3 separate regions of the Gossypium arboreum genome follow, and all the other regions are linked to region 1. The links are chromatin contacts, called in public Hi-C maps. All regions are on one chromosome and are shown on one strand. Each heading gives the region's core, a stretch centred on a gene start, on an enhancer-like site or on the middle of the called end of the contact. The rest is flanking DNA. Distances are from core to core; before and after follow the strand shown.

Region 1 (3,651 bases), core at 290-2,789:
CCGGAGAAAAGATGCACTCTTATCTTGAAAAGACTACTAGGAGCATTGACACTTAATGGATCATAACATCAAAGGGGAAATGACAAACCGATAAAGAAGATTTTCATCAGTTCCAACAATATCAGCAGAAAAGCATAACTTCAAAATTTCTTCAGTGATGGTGCTTCTAGGTGCAAGGGAAATCGCCCATGCCCTTCCACGTGTTAAAAGTAAAGCTTGAGATGCGTTTGGAGACATATCTCCTGAAATAGATTCTGAAGATCCTGCTTCATCCTGCAATTCATCAAGCAAAAATACCTAACTAGTGATTCTCACAATTGAATCAATGGATATTCTCATAATAATGGCACATCAAATATGCAAAAGAAAATACATATTAGATGTCAGGTAAACACATACACAAGCAGACACTGAACAACCGAACAATTTTGTTCAGGTCTTACAATGAATTGAAATACAGCACCTCTGCAAGAACCGAGATTTGAAGTCTTCTATTAACATATTGTGTAAGGCAGTCTGAAAGTGTTGGCGCCGTGGTTATTGCCCAATTAAGAAACTTTCCAACGGGAAGCTGAACATCCAAGCCTACTATATCACAATTCCATAAATCAAAGCTGCTATCAACTTCAGCACATGCAACAACAGCAGACAACACCAAATGATTAATATCAGGCAATAATAGATTCCCTTTCCTTTCAGAAGATTTCAAGGTCCTAACATTCCACAACATAGCCCAACACATCCAAAGAAGAAGAAGCAGATCAGAGGGTAGTAAAGACCCATTGATCTTGCAATCAGCAGCATCCGGTTCGAACTCCAAATTCGAAGAAAGCCCCAACTTTTTCACTGCCATCGCAAATATTCTCAACAATATATTAAGAGACATTGATGTAGACATTCTCCCACAGCACTTCACGTAACCACCTAGAAACCCTAACCAATTTATGCCACCTTTTTCAGACAAGAAAAATAAGTCTACAATCGATGATCCCAAGTGATCCAACAACCTAGGGAAAGACTCTGGCTTTTGCTGTGATTCGCAAACTGGGTCTTCGTAACATAAATGAAAACATTGCTGGAAGCAATGTAAAAAGAAAAAGAAAAAGAAAAAGAAAAAGAAAAAAGAAAGAAAGGGTATTATCTATTATGAAATGAAGTGAATGGATGAAATTAACGAAGATTGTTGAATAAATTAAGATTACCTGAAGTGTTTGGATGGAGATTGCGTTGGTTTGAGGGTCAGAGAGGTTTGAGAAGGATTTTTGAAGCAAAGGAAGAGCTCCCGTTGAAGCGGCGATGTTTTCCAACTCCCGTTGCTCCGCCGATACCGGCTGCTCCGTCGAGGATGATGCTCCCATTGTTGCAAAAGAAAATAACTCAAAAAGGATTTTTTCTTTTTAATGGGATTGGTTTCTGGGAGATTCAGGATACTTGGAGTAGCTTTTCGTCTCTCCGAAAGGCCATTCAGCGCCAAATAACTCAAAAGGACCTAAAGCGCACCGTTTTTATTCAATCTTTCTGTGAAATGTTCTTACTTTATATGTATAAATATTTTTATTTTTATGAAAATAATGTAAATATTATAAAAAGAATAATATTTATTAAGGTCAGCAAATACCCATCATTCGAAAGAAAAATTGTGCATGGTATAAAAATACAAAATCTATAATATATTAATTAATTTGTTAGACAAAAATAAAATGAAGGATACACCGTTAAAATAAAATTACTAAAAAACATATCTAAATATAAACAACCATTCTCTAGATTTATTCTTAACGGAAAATGTTTTTTTTACTTTTTATTAATTTATATATTTTAAATTTTTAATTTTAATTTATGTTTATCACGTATGAGGAGAGTTGTTACTTATTATAATGTGATTGACTGCTAGTATCATGTGATCAATTTTTAATGGTGTTACAGTAAAATACCAAAATATGTGACTAAATCTAAGTTTAAGTATAATTAAATCTTCAAAAAAAAATATACAAGTGATTAAAGACCTTCCATAATGAGGATTGCAAAATAAGCCTAAGCCATTGTTATTCAACTTTTGCAACTCAAAACCAATTACTTCATTGAATATGTCAAAATGATAATGGTGTTCTTTTCTTATCTAACTTTGTTGGTGTTGTTAACGTCTACTTTCAAAATATTGTTCATTCAAAATTAGGAACACTCAAATCACACTTTTCACAAAAATGACAACACATCTATAAGCAAACTAGTCCACCATTTTCTCTTAAATTCTGAATGAACATCTTTGTACTTGAAACCAAATTCATGGCATTTAAAATGTTTTGAGATTTTTGTTGCAAAGCTTGGCATAGTATATCAATAATGCCCATGATCTCTTTCATCAAATGCAAAATAAAAATGAACTCAAATGATTGAATTAACTTGTATGCAACACTAGCATCCCCTCATTGAGAATAAGTAGATCATTCACCTTTAATTTTTTAAGCACAGAATAAGTTGCATAAAAAATTGTTATAAGACTGCATATAGAATAAAAATGAGAACCTCAATGAGTATCTCTAGCTTGTTTTAAAATTTGATTTGCACTTTTTTCCAGTCCTAAGCTCATTAATAACTAACATGCTTGCAATTTTAGCTTCTTTGGCAGCATGTATTTTTTCATAACATTTGCAAGAGGCATCAACAAAATTGATAATGAAACTTACATTATTAAAAAACTCATGAACATAATGTACCTTTCTAGATGTAGTAATAAAAGCCAATTGTAGGCAATGAGCTAAACAATGCACATAATAAACTGAAGGAAAATCATTGAGAAATAATGCTTGCAATCCTTTCCATTCCCTGCGCATATTACTAGTCCCATCGTAACCTTAACCACAAATATTCTGAACATCAAGACTATTACGAGAGAGAATAACATATATTTCATTCTTAAGAGTTAATGATGATGTATCTTTAACATAAGTAAGGTCGAAGAAATGCTCCCTAATAAAGCCATCTCTATCAACAAATCTCAAAACAAGAGTCATTTGTTCTCTTTTCGATTCATCACGAGCTTCATTAACAATGATGCAAAATTTTGAGTTTCCAATATCTCTACGAATCTTCTTACAATCAAGTGTCTCATCATAACCTCTAAAAGCACAAGCTTGAAATGCAAGTCATTACATACAATCTATAGAATTCTTAACTCAAAATCTATTATGCAAACCTTGTTATAAACTTTATTGATGCATTACTTTGCCAATATGCCCAGATTTCTTCATCAAATCCACACAAGATTTCATGGTATTATTATGTGGTGAACAAGAATCATTCTTAATGTGATTAAGAAATGCACAACTCTTTCCAAAATTAACTTTTTTCTATAACACCTCTAACCCGTATCTATAGCCGAACTAAGGTTAAAGGCGTTACTTGACGAATCGGAACATTTTACGAATAATTCATAAACATCATCATAATCAAACATTACCATAGAGTCCCTTATATAGGTCATCAGACCTTAAACATGCATTAGAAAGGGGTTGGGACTAAACCGAGCTCATACAAAATTTTTCAAAACTTAAACATTTTTCAAAGTTGTACAGGTTACATGCCCGTGTGAACAGGCCGTGTGCCTTACACGGCTTTATACATGCCCGTGTGTCTAGGCCGTGTCAAAAC
Region 2 (3,753 bases), core at 506-3,005, 160 kb before region 1:
CTCAGTTCTTTGTTTGTTATCAACACCAGCTGCACATCTAAAGTTGGATGTCCCTTCGTCGGTGCAGGTAGTAGAGAGCACATCATCTGTTCGTGTAAACCCTACGTTAAAACAAATATAACTTACGGATTCCCCACTGGTGTAACTTGATGGCATAATCGTATAAGTGTTTCCAGCATAGAACATCGATTTTCAAAAGTTGAGATTAAAAACACTCACAGAATGTTGTGCCAATGTGTTAAAGTTTGGGTTACCAATGAACCCCAACTATTGGACGGGCTGTGCGTCAAAGTTGAAATTGAGGGCTGAAATCGATGAATGCCTTTCCATTGATGATTTTGGCATTTTATGATAGGAGCTTTGTAAAAATGCTGTGAACCCACTGCACAAGTTTCATGCCACCGGAAGAGGATGTTTATAAACCCTATACATAAGTTTGATACCATAGTCATAGGGAAAACTAATGAGTTTTTCGATATAATAAACTTATTCTTTTTCTTTGTCTCTAGCAAAAGTAGTACCTTAACCTCATTATCCATAACTTGTGACAAAGTTGGGAGCAAAAGGACTTTCAGTGGAGAAGTGATTGTTTTGGTGAAGAAAAGTTGAAATGCAACTCAGAGTGCCAGCCATTGCTATGATTAAAAAGCTTATTAATAACTACAAATGTTACTGCCCTGACTCAAGTTTCAACTTTTTCTCCACCGTCATAGTCGCTCCCCTCTTGAAAGTCTTCTTGGCCCCAACTCCGTCACATGTTTCGAACAATGAAGTTAAGGATACTACATTTGATGAGGATGGAGAAAAAGTATAAGTTGATTATACTAGAAAGGCCATTTGTTTTTCCCTGTGATTATGGTTTCAAACTTGTGCATGAGGTTTATAAAATATTCTCTTTTGGTATCATGAAACTTGAACCGTGACCACATAACCACTGTCAACTAGGCTCCCGAGTTATACTTCAACCCGTGACCGCATAACCACCGTGAACTAGGAGCTTGAGTTGTAGTCCAATGGGCTTTTACAATGATGGTTCCATCCCCACATGACAGATGAAATATGTGGGTCTCTGAGTGCCATCACATTACCATGAACTCAAACATACCTTAAAACAATCACAATATCTACCTCAAACATAAAAACAAATAAATCTTTCTCCTTGAATTTCCAACACAAAAAAATAACAAGTTCTTAGAAACAGAAAACACGTTTTGCAAGAAGTATTTTATGTTGAAGTGGTAACAAGCAACCTGAAAGCGCATCCTATAGGGTTTTTTCTGCCCCTAGCTAACACCTCAGTAGAAAACACTTCCTGTAGGACATGTTTTCTGTTTCTATCCCAAATTTGGGTTATTTCCTTAAATATTGGAAAAAATAGCCTAAAACCCTAATTATTTTTTAAAAACAACATTTTCTTCAAATTTACCCGCAATTATCCTTATTAATCAATAAAAATTTGTTCCCTTTTACTCTTCTATTTTTTTGTTTTTATTCTCTTTATTATTTATTTCATAACATAAAGTTATTAAAAGATGTAAAAGAAAATTAAAACCTTAAAAAAAGGTTTTTTGGAATTTTAAAAAATATCAATGATTTAATTAAAAGATTGAATTTTAAGATTTTTAGTAAATTATAGAAAGATGGGGTGGCTATTATTGGAGGTATTTGTCATGATTATGAGGCAACAACTTATTTGATGTACTATCATGGCTCCACAATAGTATATCTGCACATTGCTGTTATTGGATCTTTCCCCATAATCGCAGACTTGTTTTAGTATGCATGTATGTGTATGTATGTGTGAATTCAATTACACTTTTCTACAAAGCAAATCATGATATCTTCTGAGTTCAGACATCTCCTTTAGGATTTTCCCTTATAAATGATTATTTTATAATTAGAATTTGATAATTTTGTGCTATTAATCATGTAAATATAATTTTTTTTAATTATTTTCATTTATTTTAATAGAGATGAAAAGAAAAGTGTGGAGTTCTGACAGCTTTCTTCTTATTCGCTTCTCTCAAACGAACGTAACAGGAACAGTAACAGAATCATGATAAGTGGCGGATTCCAACATAAAAAGTAAATAGATTTTAAGGACTGTGTTTGAGGTCCGTGTTTTCCGTTTTTTAACCTTTGCTGCAATTTCCAATACCCAATCCACACACCAAAATATTAGACTGTCGTGTCCCTCACACACTCGCTAGAGTTAAAAAGACTTAAGAGAGTGAAGGATAGAAGAAGAAAGCAAAGGGAAAGTCAATTGAATTTTTTTTTTTTTAAAAATGGGAAAATCCACTTCCTGTTTCAAACTCATCACTTGCGGCAGCGATTCCGCTGAAAAAGACGACGCCATTGATGTCCCTGAGGTAAATTACGGCTGCATTTTCCCCCTTTTTTTTGTTACTTTGCTTTGAATTAGTATTTCATCTGCTGTTTCGAATTGCATTTCACCTTTTAGTTTAATTTTTGGATTTGGTCGAGGAATGGGAGTTTGAAAACTTGTCTTACACCAGAATTTTAAGATCTGAGAATTCCTGCCTTAGCATTTTTTATCAGCAATGTCTAAGCTGCCTTTTTTAACTCTGATTATTTTCCATAATTTTTTAAATGCAAATAGTTTTCTCGGTATCAAGTTTCGGAACTCTCAAAGGTTTTTAAAATTTATCTTCTTTTAACTGGTTTGGTTTCATCTTTTTAAATGTGCTATGATATGAGATTTAGGGTGAGTTTGGATGGACTTTACTTGCGATTAGTGTAAAAACAGCGGTGGCGGTGAGATTAGATACTGTAAATACTGTAGCGTATACCGTACCCAATCGCCAATCCAAACCCACCCTTATTTACTTTGTTCTTCATCTGATTAGTTTAACTGCTACTGATGCCATTGGTGACTGGAAATGACTGATAAGTTTCAATTTCTGAAGTCTTAAAATGTGTTTTAAAGAGGAACTGTGAGGTTAATCCCTTTTTTTTCTTCATATTTTTAAGTATATGCAGTGGTCCATCTTTTGTCTCTTAGATAGACGACAGTTCAATAGTACTGATATGCCCTTGTTGGGACTCCATTGTTGATAGCCATCGTTAGATCTCAATGGAAAAGCTATAGATTCTAGCAAGAATTTAGAGTTAAGGGCATTTTAATTCGTTTAAGTTCAATCAAACAAGCAGTAAGATCGGGCAGAGTTGGACTTCAGAGCGAAGAGCACCTGAATTCATTTAAAACAGAGCAATTGTTCTTTTTTGTTCTCCCTCTTTCTTTTCTTGGTCTCCCTTTGAACTGAATTAGGCCGTTTAAATTTCATTCCAGAATAAGAGATCAAGTGACAAAAAGGGATGGAGTTTTCGGAAGAGATCTGAACGGCATCGAGTGCTTAGCAACTCTGTGATACAAGTAACTACCACTACAGGACTTAAGGAAAGTCAAGACTCTGTTGGTTTTGAGTTTCAACAGCAAGATGTCTCGGTTGCTTCTGAGAAAACCTCCACTGTTCAGTACACTGAAGAGAAACCTCAGCTGATGACACCAAAAGAGTACATTGAAGAAAAATCCCAGTTGGTGGCACTGAAAGAGTACACAGAAGAAAAATCTCACTCGCTGACGCCTATAGAACTTGCTGAAGAAAAATCTCAGTTGCTGGCACCGATAAAATGCACTGAAGAAAAATCTCAGTTAACTCCAGAGCCAGAGGAATCGAAAGTGCCTGAACCTATTACTGCCACTACAAATGAGGCTGAAGATGATTTCAG
Region 3 (3,548 bases), core at 899-3,398, 180 kb before region 1:
ATAATTAATCTTTTTAAAATTTATTTTAATTTATAATTTAACATAAAATATTGTTATTTATAACTTTTAATACAATTATATAATATTTAAAATATAATTTCATAAACTCAGACTTTTTTGGATTTTAGATTGGATTTATCTTGGGTTTAAATTTAGATCGATCTCAGGTTCGATCCCAATCTCAAGTTGGTCTCAGATTAACTAGAGTTCAGATTTTCTTGAGCTCGGAATCTCTTAGGTTTAGGTTTTTTTTTTTAACTCAAAATTTTCAAATTTAAATTTTATCAAATTAGGATCGTTACGAATTCGAATAAACACGGATGGACTTTTGAGCTTGAGCCTATTTTTCCAGCTCTAAAAATAAGAGACTAAAATAGCTCAAAAGATAATGCTTAAACTGGCCCAATGGACTAACATGGCTAAGTGTTGGGCCATTAGAGCTCTCAATAGAGCGAAAAGTCGGTAGAATTTTGCCTGCATATTTCCTGCAGAAAAAACAGTCCACTGGGTTTGGCGTGAGGAAGGAGATGGAAGGTAGCAGTGGGAAAGGCTACGCCTGGGCAATCTCAGCTGGTTTCAACGCTGCGTTCGCTGCCGTTTCCGCTAAGCTCTTGTTACCTCCGGTAACTTTTCATTTACCCAATCTTCTTATTCTCCAATCAACCATCTCGTTTTCGCTTCTAACTCGTGTTCATGTGGTTTCGTTTTCACAGAGTTAATCTTACATTTATTTGTAAATTACCCATAAAATTTACATCGGTCTTATGGATTCTCAACTGACCCCATGATTTAATTGTAATTTTAAAATGATAATGGATCTTTACGTGAATGTTTCTTAATTTTTACAGGTAATTAGATACGGTCTGGTCGTATTTTTCAACGTTATAATGTGGGGATGTTATGTTAACAGCTTGAAAGCTCTTTCATCTCTTCAAGCAACAGTTACGAATTTTGCTACTAATTTCCTCACTTCTGGGCTTGCCGGCTTCTTCTTGTTCGAGGAACTATTGTCGTTTAAGGTAATTCCCAAATAAATGAATTGATATTTAAATTTCTTAACAATTACTAACAAATGACAAGAACAAGGTGAAGAACCGATGAATTGTTGTTCAAGACTTTTAAAGGATTACTTTAATGTATATGTCGTTAATCTGTAGGAGGGACTGGTTAGTCATCAACATAAACTCATCACCATTGGTGTCTAATTGAATTTACTTGCCAAAAACAGAAGCATGGTAATGGTAAAATTTTCAATTAGGTTTATGTAACTTTCCTTATGGATGTCATAAATCATTATAGAAGAATAGGAGATTTTCAAGTACATAATTTCAAACACCCTAACTTTGATTACTTATGTCTGCCCCTAACCAAACTTTAATGCTTATGGTGTCTAATTGGATTGGAGTTACTTGATATATATTGATGACATAATTTTTCTTTGGTATATGGAATTGAAAACAAAATGGTAATATATATATATTTGGTTAGAAAAATGGTTGGAAACCAAAGTTTTAAGCAATTAACTCAGTAACATGGATATTCTGATTATGAGAGGTTTGACAGTGGTTTGCAGGTGCCATGTTCATTGTAATTGGTGTACTTATCCTCAGCAAGTCAAGCGTAGAGAAGAGGGAAAAGAAGGATTAGAGTTGCCATTAATGGTTGCTGCATTTCAACTATTATAACTTTTGGATTCTTTTGGCATGTCTTTCCAACAACTAAAGAGATGTTTTCAGTTTTAGCACTTAGCCGAATCAGTTGGATTCGCAATTTTCATCCTTCTTTTTTTGTGTGCGTCCATGTGTATTTGACTCTGTATATAATTAAGCCAGTTACGGGGACAGATGAACACAGATTTGGTTGCTTTTATTTCCATTGCAGAATGTTAGTATGTAAGATGTTAACCATGGATCCCTAACTCCGTCCTAAGTTCCTTGATGGGTTACCATATGGGATTATAGAAAACATTGATTGTAAGGAATAATAGCAGGCAAGTTGATGCATTTCATTGATCTCCATTCCACAATGAGAAGATCAAAGGATTTGAGGATGGTTCTCAGGCATCTGCATCGGCTGAATTCGAGTTGTATTGTCCGATGCGTTTGTTTCTGAATTCATAAGATTGGAATGTGTAACTGTAAATGTAAATGTAAATGGATAGTGTTCTTTCTCTTCAATAATAGGGATTAAACTTAGGGAGCAGAGGGTTTACAATCCAAGTCAACTGAGGCCCATTTTATAACATAGTATGGTTTGCTCAATTGATGATTTTCTCAAATACTATATTTTTAATACAAGCTGTGGGTATTTTTTTAAGGCAATTTATAACTGTATAGTAATGTTGCATCAATAAAAATTAAAATCATTATTGTTTAGGTCAGTTGAAAACTTGAGTAATTTGAAAGGGGTAAAATGTATATAAGATGTTAAATCAATTTCACACAATTTAATGTATGTATTTATTTCGATAGCAATATATTAACCGTAGCTCATAAATAAATTTACTTTTTTTATTATTATAATTTACATAAAAAAGAATTCCAAGCTTTATTAAAACAAAAATGGATTAGCCTTAGGCGATGGATTGTGTGATTGAGTGCTTAGGTTTATAGCCCACCCGCGGAACGTGACGACACTACAGTGGAAAATCAAGGTCTCAGGACACAAAAAGTAAGGAAAAATTCCTCTGTTTTTCCTTTCTTTCCACTCTTCCTTTCCACATATTTCTTCAACTTATCAAAATTCATGTCTTGATTTCCCATCTATTTCCTCTTTAATTCTTCCACTGGTGAGCTTCTTCTCTTCTACACCCAATTTTTGTTCTTTTCATGTTTGATCATCGATTTGGCTGTAAACCCATCTTAATTATGCTTAGTTTTAGTTGTTTCCTGCTTTCGCTCACCTGGCTTTCATTAATTTTTATGTTTAGTGCTTTGCGGGAGCAAGAGAAGAGTGCTTTCACACCCATTTCTAGGGTTTTATGAATTTGGATTCTTTAAAACTGCTATGGGAGTGAAGTTAAAAAACCGAGAGTTGTTTGGGTTCTGGGTTTTTTTTTTGGGTTTTAGCTTAGGACTGGAAAATACTTTTTTTATAAATATATATTTTTCTTTTTGACTGTTTTGGCTTGTGAAAGAATCAGGCCTTTTAGCTCTTGATATGGGATAATTACAAGTCTTTTAGTATGTTCTACATTTATTCAAGTCTTGCCCGAAAGTTTAGCTTCATTGTCTCTCATTTTAAAAACAGTTTTGATGTAGTAAAGTAGTAGACTTAAAATATTATGTCAACATTCTTTTAAGTGTTAAAGCTGATGTTTTTAAGTGTCAAATATTTGTTACTTATTTCTTGCTAACAACTGAATCTATGTTTTGATTCTAAAACGGGAAATAAGTTAGGACAAAGGATTGCATTGAATTTAAAATCAATTATTAAGGCCCAGGGTTCTTTATTTGGATTGATATTATAGAATAGTTTTACCTATGGATATAGGAGGGAGTTGTTTTTGCCTCCAATGATTCTACATTGGAACCAACCTTTTGAATGAT

The links. Hi-C and Micro-C count contacts between places; a contact is called where the count stands out from the background.
Region 2: a Hi-C map of leaf shows a contact between it and region 1, with 4 times the contacts expected there. The contact joins the promoter of LOC108483244 here to the promoter of LOC108461212 in region 1. A contact is called at or near these places in 2 of 5 Hi-C or Micro-C datasets (both in leaf).
Region 3: a contact with region 1 is called in a Hi-C map of leaf, with 3 times the contacts expected there. The contact joins the promoter of LOC108483423 here to the promoter of LOC108461212 in region 1. A contact is called at or near these places in 4 of 5 Hi-C or Micro-C datasets (all in leaf).

Annotation. Positions count from the first base shown.
Region 1 is chr1:100,603,890-100,607,540 of ASM2569848v2, forward strand. It overlaps LOC108461212, which reads right to left and starts at 1,540. Exons shown (of 7, transcript XM_017760962.2): 1 at 1,203-1,540; 2 at 464-1,075; 3 at 89-273. The coding sequence starts at 1,358.
Region 2 is chr1:100,444,643-100,448,395 of ASM2569848v2, forward strand. It overlaps LOC108483244 (protein IQ-DOMAIN 32-like), which reads left to right and starts at 1,756. Exons shown (of 6, transcript XM_017786529.2): 1 at 1,756-2,372; 2 at 3,314-3,753. The coding sequence starts at 2,289.
Region 3 is chr1:100,419,524-100,423,071 of ASM2569848v2, forward strand. LOC108483423 (protein BASIC PENTACYSTEINE6) reads left to right here and starts at 2,149. Exons shown (of 4, transcript XM_017786805.2): 1 at 2,149-2,670. It overlaps LOC108482080, which reads left to right and starts at 436. Exons shown (of 3, transcript XM_017785186.2): 1 at 436-623; 2 at 849-1,019; 3 at 1,564-2,003. The coding sequence starts at 528. The coding sequence ends at 1,647.